Regions from separate parts of the Sander lucioperca genome. Here region 1 is linked to region 2. The links are chromatin contacts, called in public Hi-C maps. All regions are on one chromosome and are shown on one strand. The core of a region is the stretch at or near the end of the contact, and the rest is flanking DNA. Distances in the headings are between cores, read along the strand shown.

Region 1 (4,719 bases), core at 259-2,758, 160 kb after region 2:
ACCTGCTTTTTCTCTCGAGTAATTTTACCTAGGTTTAAACATGAAAACTAGAAAAATAATGTCCATAGCTGGATGGTTATGCATATATATTTTTCTTAACTTAAGAATTTGAGAGCATTTCTTTATTCCCCATTACCTGCCTCATCCTTTAACACTACATACTTACTTTTATAGCTTTGATTCCAGACTTGGTGATCTGGGTCATCTTGGCCTTGGAGATTGGTGGCTTGTACTCGTTCAATGAGTACAGCTGAAAAATGAAATGAGACAACAGAGAATATATTTTGTCATTAAATGTTACTAGTAAAATGTTCTGTTAATAGTCTGTAAACGACTAACAGTTATATGAACAAGCAGTAGTCCAAAGCATCATGCCTCTAGTCTGCAAGCTAGAAAGACACGCAACCTGACGTCACGCTGCAGTGGCCAATAACGTAACGCCAATCAGACTTGGCAATCTGTTTTGAGGCGGTGTGAGAGAGTCTCATACAGTTAACAGTAAACATCACTGTCTCTATCGCTGCCAAAAGAGAGTTTAAAAAAATGATATACAGGCACTTCACTGTCAATGCGTTTGTGTAACAGCTGATTGTTTCCTGCAACAAGCCAAGCACAGTCGCAGATCTTGTTTCTTTCTCTGTGAAATTAAGCTGCCTTCAAGTGCGTTCGGAAATATCGATCACATAAAATGATCTGACGGAAAACATTAATTGTGAAATTATAAGTTACTTGTCGTAGCTAGCTACATTGGGGGGTTAAAGAACACAACAGGACGTCACACAAATTTAAGTGATCCTCCCACCGCTGCACAAGCCTGCGGCGAATCGCCGGATCGAGCTTGAATGAACACTTAGCTAAGTCTTTTGGCATAATAACGTTTGTCAATGACGACAAATGGGTGCGCTAGCGCGACTAGCTTTGAACAGTTAGCTAACCTAACGTTAGCTATGAAGCTACCTATGCAATAGTACTAGCTTAGCTCAAGTAAGGTTAGTTTATATTCTGTGCAACAGTTACGTTACACTAGGAAGCTAACGCTAATTCGGCCAGAATTGCATGGAAATAATTATTTGGCAAAAAGGCAGTGACTGCGAAGTATTTTACCCACGTCCATATTAGCTAGTTAGCTCACCAAGTTATCTCGCAACTGAGGCGGTTTTGCTAACTTGTAGCTAGCTAACGTTAGCTAGCTAGTTAGTTACCGTTAGCACCAGTCTGTGGAAAATATTTTCTCATAGACTTGCAACCAAACACGAGATGTGTTAAGAAATATAATCTCTTAACAGTACAGTCAACATGAATTAGACACAGAATAATTAAACGTTGTCGCTGTATTATTGTGCAGACAACGGCCTTGTGTGAGACTACCCTACTCTCCTGCTATTTGATGCTAAAGTTAGCATACTAGCTACCGCAAATGTGAATAAGACATTTTCTACTATCACTGTGTTCAGAATTGTGCAAGGGTTTCAAACAAACCTCATTGTTAAAGTGTTTGACGGCCTCCATAGTTTTGCTCGCAGTTGACTGTAAATATTTACAGATATCTCCTCAATAACCGGTTAGAGACATGCATGCTCGACGTTTAGTGAGATGGAGGAGACTGCCAATATGGCGCATAACCTCAGTAGGAAATCTGCAGAGACCGACGACTCCTAGCGTCTGTTTCGGGACACTACAAGTAGTACCAAAATGTCTACACAAACACATCTCATCTTTGGTGACATTGACCACATAAATAAAGTGGAAAATGTTCATTCTTGAAAAAACACTTTATTTCCCTGTATACAAACAAGCACACTGACTTTCATACCAGAATCGATATCAAAGAGAATTAACAACACACATCCATGTACAACTATTTACACCAAGTTAAAATTTAACATGCACAACATATGAAACATAATTCAGCTTGGTTGAGCCCCTACCAGTAGGTGTTGATGTCAGATGACCCTGCTGGCCATTCCTAAACATGTTTCTTTCTGGAGCTGTGGCTGTGCTCCACTGTGCACAGTCACATTATGCCTGATGTCTGTATCTGAATGACCTCATAATTTTCTGCTTATGTGGGTCTGTTGAACTTGTTTGTAAGGGCCTGGGGTGGTCTGCCTTCAGGAACAATATTAGATTTTTTTCCTGAGAATTATCCACCATGCATCCTGTGTATAAATGCAAACGAAAACTGCTACATCCTGCCTTAGGTCCAATAGACTGCATACCATTGTTTAGTAATAAAATATTTTTCACATTTGCAATAAAATATAAATTAAGTTGTCTGTTACTGTCAGTGCTTGTTGTCAAAAAAGTCCAAAGCATGTTTGCATTAAGGTTGGAATTCATCATCTAAAAATAGTATGCTTTGGTTAAGTAGAATACATAATTACATAGCATTTTCTTCTGAAACTGATGCGATTTCTTATGTCTTGGCTTTAAATTACATTGCAGTAACAATGATTTGACACTTTGACTCTTAAAATTAAAATCTGAAATTATCATGACTTGTGACCAACATTTATTCAGTTAGCGCATGCCCTGGTGTTCAGTTTGGAAAGTCTTAATGATATAGTATGATGAAGCATGATGATATAATTTCTTGGCTGAACAAACACACCAATCATTCAAAACAGTTGCTGTAAAAACCATGTGTAACAGGCAGTGATGGTGCATGGCACCAATAATTGACTGAAAACAGTTAAAATGTGTTCACTGATTAAATCAGATCGATCAAGTAGATGGAAACTACTATAAACACAAATGTTTCCATGCAGAGAACAATGGATCAATTATTAAAACATACTCCATCATTCCAAATATTAAAACAATTTATGCATAGATTTATAAAATTACAACATAAAACAATCATTTGTAAAATTTGATCTTACAAAACAAACAGTAAAAGTAATACTAAGACACATTTCACATTTTAATGTGACCTGCTAATCATATAATGTCTGCATCATCTCCATTTAGGAACTAAAAACACTCTTCTTCATTGATCCAGTTACTTGTTGAATAGCTGATATGGAACAGTAGTCTCAATTGAAAACAGCAGTTGGGTGTGTGTAAATGTAAAAGTCCTCCAGGTCCAGACACCAGTCATGAGGAGTCTTTATAAACTGGTCTCAACCACTGGAGCAGCAATGACTGATGCTGCAGCTTTTGTGGCATTTGATGCCACCTGCTGGTCCTGTTTAACACAGATCTCCTGCACCAATGGTACATTGGCCTCCTTCCACTCTCTGAACTTGCTTGAGGTAAGCCCCGGGTCTGACAACACCTGCTCTATTGCCTGTAGGTCTGCCTCTTTTGACTGCAGCAGAAAAGGAGAGAGAAAAATGTTATAATTGCAGCTCTCCAAATCTAAAGAATCAACATACTTGTGCAATTCACACACTAGCTGTACTGTAACCGTGTAGTATAAAATAAAAAGTGGAAAAACAAAATATGTACCTTTAATGTGCTGTTCAGAGTCCTGATAAGGTGCAATTTATCATTGACAGCGTTGTTTTTACAGCGTTTTATGAAGGAGGCCCTAAATTCCCTTTTTGTGGATGGTTTACGATCTCCTATTGGCGAGAGGCTGGCCTCTTTTAGACGAATATACAGCTTCTCCATCTCATCTGAACTGTTCCCATGACCCCCTGCAACAAGAATAGGTAATACTGTATCATCACCATACACATCAAAAAGATTTCATTGATTAACTACATGTTCTGCAGGGATGAAAGGTTCCTCAAGTCACAGAGACAGCAACATGCATTGGTGCCTGATCAAAAATATAACACTGCTTAACAAAACACAGATAGGTCACAGACAAAGGAGACAGGGTACAACATATATTAAATATAATAAAATGTGCCAGCAAATGCATTAACTGACATATCTTCCTTTGAGCAAAGATTTTAACCAGTTTTAAAAAACAGGAAATGCTCTCTGCTATCATGTTTCGTTACGAGTGGAAATGATACAGCAGATATTATAATTTGCAGTCTTCTTTATTTAAAATGAAAGTTTGATCAAACAAAAACAACTGTTTTAAAGTTTTTAAAGTATAAAAGTCACAAAACCATAACCAATCAAAAGGAGTAAAATAAAGTCTCACCTTCATTTTTAGCACCTAAAACAACCTCCTGTGACTCCCCCTCCGCACCAGGGCTTTCCTCACTGGATCCCGCTTCCGGAGGGTCCGGGTGAGGCGAGTTCTCCAACGTCTGGGGGTCATCCTCGTCTTCCGTTTCCTCCTGCGGAGGTCGATGTGAGTGTACTTGAGCTGAGCACACCACAGCTGTTTCCCCAGTGGGAGGGGATGCCTGCGAGACCAGGTCCAACCAGGACTGCCGGTGCTTGGCGAGCGAGGAGGTGGAGCTCTGTGATGTCATCGTACTGACGGGAGACGAGAGCGAACCGTTGGCTTCGCTGGGGACTGCGGAGGAGTAGGGAGGCGGAAGGGTACCCTGAAAGACAAATGCACTATGGTCAGACGTAATACTGTACCATAAATTAAAAAAAGGGTTTTGTTCAGTCAAATACGGCAGTTTTATTACATATGGAAAGAAAGAAATTGTGTGCATTTTAAAACCAAATGACCAGCTCCACAAGAATAAACATAGATGTGACTGATGGTGTGGTGGTCGACTATTTGTAGAATAGACATGACTGACCTGATGTGTGCTTCCAGGTGGACCGGACGCATCCACGGAGTCCCGCAGGGTTTGTTCA
Region 2 (4,229 bases), core at 349-2,848:
TCAAAGTGGCGCCAAAATGAATGGCAGTCAGTGGAATGCTAACGGGAGGTGATGGCTTGGTAGCATCAAAATGGCGCCATAGGAGGTACGCAGTCCGAGGAGAAGCTTACCCCATTGTGTCTAATACACTTAAAGGTGCACTATGAGTTCCTGCATGGTCACTTCTGTTGACGTTCCAAGTAAATTCCAAACAAAACAGAGCAAGCTCGCCCCTCCCCCCATGTTTCCGTAACTGTCATGACTAACTGACTAACTGTCACTAACCCCCACCCCCTCCCCCAACCATCTTGACATTGATTGGCTGGAACGTGGTTTGTTGTATTTTGGTGCACAGCCTGTGCCTCTGGTGTTTGTTTGACGTTTACGACCCCTGTGTTGTCTCCTGAGACCGGGCTTTTTCACAGTGTATTCAGGGGGCAGCCAGCTAGCGGATCAAGGAGAGATGCCTACCATTTGAGACAAAAATGAAATTGCGCTGAAACCATACAGGAACTCATAGTGCACCTTTAAATGTGCAAATGTCACTGAACAATCATGCATGATGCAGTTTAGAGTAGGTGCTTTCTTATGGTCCTGGCTCCTGTAACTCTGAGGGTCATATCCTTTATTCAGCTGGAACTGATGTTGTAGGCATGATTTCATCTACTGCAACTGCTAATGGAAAAGGAGTGGCGGCAGCAGGAGGTCTGGTGGCTATTTTGCAGTCATCAGGTAAAAGCCATTACTATTTTTAATTAATGGTGAGATAATCATTGCTGGAATGATAACCAAAGAGGCATTTTTGTGCCCTATAACCTTTTGGTTGTTTTGTAGGACATATGCACTGTACATGTTATAGGCTATATATGAACAGTCAGAGCCCCAGGTGATGAATCTTGTAATTCTGAAAATATATGCATGATTCTCTAGACTACATCAATAGCCTGGTCGCATTGCTGTGCTACATACAAATTGAGTAAACTGTCAAGAAGGTGACTTTGAGAAACCCCTCAATAGCAGCAGACCCTCTTTAGGGCCTGAAGCTCTCTCTCAAGGTCAGCCACAGCAGGAGACAGAGCTGCCACTCATCTGCAAAACCCTGGAGGAGAAGGATATTTCCATCTCAAGCTCTGACACCCGTGACCCGACGTGGGTTGAGAGAGAGACCACAGGGCCACGGGGGGCTTTCAGCATGATAAAACACTTAGACAATACATTTCTGCCCTGCAGTGGACAAGAGGCAGGCTGCTTATCCGTTTGAGCTGAGAGGTTTCAATTAGTTCAGCATAATGGATATGTCAAATGCTTAATTTATTGGCCTACAATAACAGGGCATATTGGGTGTTTACAAGCCTGAGTGGGCCTCAATGTCTGCATTAGATAATATTAAGAAATAGCTGTATTCTTGTTCATCAACCAATAATGCGTTTCGTTGTTTTTACTGTAAATAAATACAGAACATCATCATTGAATTGTCACCCTCTTCTGGCTATTGAGCACCATTACATCAACAATGAATGTTTTTTCAAGGGCAAAGCAAAACCCCGCCTCCTTGAATTTGATTGGTTTGGATTAGGATTCTCGCGGGCTCATTGGATACTCAGACGTCAATAGAATGACGTATAGGGAAATATAAGGAAGAAAACAGCACCGGTGAGAAACGTGGGTTGACTCCTGTAGGTTTTTTTCAGCGTTCTGTCCTCATTATGTGTTATTATAATAATATGTTATTATTGTCTTTTACTCGGTTTTTAGAAACAATATGAAGTGTTCCGCCTCAGTTTATAGCCCTCCCAGGGGCTCTTTTAACAGCATTTGGACCAAGAAGCTAACATTAGCTGCAATGCTAAAGACTGTGTCAGAACTCCGTCAGCTGTCAACATAAGTTTAAAGTTAACTGTTCCAATTTGAGGTTGTTTGACTGCCTGCTGTAGGTCACTGTATTACTCAGCTAATGCTATTCTTGTGCAGCAATGTAACGTTACTAGCCAATGATGCTATAATGTTGTTTGCCGTAAACTAGATTAACTGCTAACGTGTTTTCAAAATTTTTAGTGGTCAGGTCAATGCGATACTAGGGTAGGGTAAGGTTGGGGTTAGGTTAAGCATCTCATTATACAGGTGATTAGGTATAAGGTTTGGTATGACATGAAATATGGATTTGGCACGATTGTATGGGCGACAAATTGTTCTTTGGTGTTGAGGAAAAGTTTAGAGAGTTCACGAACGCAAAGAAAAGAGAGGGAGATGTACAAGAGAGAGGAGAGGATCAGGAGTGTTGAGTTTTTTTTAAAGTAACCTTAGGGGGAACGCATATCGACAGGGAAACAGTCTTCAACACACCTGATTTTGTGTCTTTATGTTGGTCATTTAGTTTTCTGTTATAACACCACTAGGTGGTGCACGAGATCTTATTATAAGACCCAAACCCAAACATTCAACAGTCCACTTTTTAGCACTGACCCCTTAAGCTTCAGGCTAGACATTGGTAAACAATCCCATGACTTGATAAAGCAGTAATTGGAATTGATAAAAGTTTGCCAGAATTGACGGACACCTATAGATTAGGACCATGCTGTTTCACGTACTATGTCCTTTGCAACATATTTGTGGGAAAACATTAATATGTTTGAATGTTAAAATAAAGCCAACTCATCATAGACCTGTAAAGGGACATGCCTCTCAGTGTCTGTAGTTCAAAAGGTCACTCCTGACCTTACATATTTTTCCACAAAGTCTTTTGAATACTATTACTGACAGGTTATTATTACCATTAATGCCTCACATGTTGCCCTTAACAGTATGTTTAGACATTTATGTCTAGCTTCTGAATCTCTTTGCTGCTGAGGAAAGCTGATCAATCATAGTTTTTCTCACCTTTTGTTTATTAGTTTTCTCACAGTGTTCACCTGAACGATGGCTGCCTCAGGGAAACTGGCGTCTTTCCGTCTGCCTCCCTTGCCTACTGTAGGCGAGCTCATAAAGCTGTACAACCTGCGAGCTGAGAAACAGCTCTCCCAGAACTTTCTGTTGGACTTGAAGCTCACAGGTTAGTTTGCCTCACTCTTTCTTTCTTCTTTCAGTTCGCTCTATCTGCAGTGCACCAATACCTGCTCACTCCTGTACTATGTCTGCACTGAGGGCTCAATGGTGTGTTTTGTCAGTGCACTTGATTGCACAGCTCCACATAGCCTTGTTTCGATGCATTGAAACCGACAGGCTTTTCTGTACGGGCGAGGTTGAGTAGATCTTCTAATGTGAATGGACCGAGTCAGTTGTTTACATCCCATGCGGAGCTTGAGCCTTAATATAATTATCAGTGATGCAGTGCAGGTCTGATCTGCTCTCTTGTCCTTGGACAAGGTGACTGTTAGATTAATGCACCTCATCTTCATCACACATAGGCAGACAGGTATTGTAACATCACACACTATTAATCTCAATTTAGATACCCAAGACTCTGATGAAGTTATTTGATTGGAAAGTATGGTCTAATTTATAAGATGCATGAGTTGAACTAAGTTAGTACGTCATTGTGTACATGCAAAAATATTGATGAAACGCACTATTGAGTTTGTCATCCATCTCCATCTTTGCAGACAAAATAGTGCGTCAGGCAGGCAGTTTGAGGGATGCCCATGTGTGTGAGGTGGGTCCTGGTCCCGGCGGTCTCACCCGTTCTATTGTCAATGCCGGGGCGGCGGACGTGCTTGTGGTGGAAAAGGATACACGCTTCATCCCAGGGCTGAAGGTAAATTGAGCAGCTACAATGAAATGGGCTTATGCACAATGTTATCAAGCTCATTTGGTCACTCGGCAGAAAAAGTTCTAATACCGTCAGCTGTCAGGTTCTTGAGCGCAGTCAATCCATTTTCAACTGCAATCGTTAGCCGCCTACAGAGTGACTAATGATTATTTAGTTTTTCTGAACACCTTTTTCAATTTTTCTCATTTAATGTCATATCACATCCATTTTCCACAGCTGCTGTCTGAGGCAGCACCAGGGAGGTTGAGGATCATCCACGGGGACATACTCACCTACAGAATGGACCGAGGATTCCCAGAAACTATCTCTAAGCCATGGGAGGGAGGTGAGAATATAAAATCATCTGAAAGCTGTTACGGTGTTCATGTATAGTAAACCCATGGAACTTAACTGTGTATATGTGGCTCCACAGATCCACCAAACCTTCACATCATAGGGAATCTCCCATTCAGCGTCTCCACTCCCCTCATCATTAAGTGGCTAG

The links. Hi-C and Micro-C count contacts between places; a contact is called where the count stands out from the background.
Region 1: a Hi-C map of liver shows a contact between it and region 2, with 2.7 times the contacts expected there. The contact joins the promoter of scaf8 here to the promoter of tfb1m in region 2. A contact is called at or near these places in 2 of 2 Hi-C or Micro-C datasets (liver and muscle).

Annotation. Positions count from the first base shown.
Region 1 is chr18:16,338,955-16,343,673 of SLUC_FBN_1.2, forward strand. It overlaps scaf8 (SR-related and CTD-associated factor 8), which reads right to left and starts at 1,509. Exons shown (of 20, transcript XM_031288687.2): 1 at 1,480-1,509; 2 at 167-250. The coding sequence starts at 1,509. LOC118492914 (interactor protein for cytohesin exchange factors 1-like) reads right to left here. Exons shown (of 11, transcript XM_035994629.1): 8 at 4,662-4,719; 9 at 4,103-4,454; 10 at 3,451-3,641; 11 at 1,754-3,310. The coding sequence ends at 3,110.
Region 2 is chr18:16,178,217-16,182,445 of SLUC_FBN_1.2, forward strand. tfb1m (dimethyladenosine transferase 1, mitochondrial) reads left to right here and starts at 1,599. Exons shown (of 8, transcript XM_031288610.2): 1 at 1,599-1,653; 2 at 2,882-3,028; 3 at 3,579-3,730; 4 at 3,962-4,070; 5 at 4,158-4,229. The coding sequence starts at 2,896.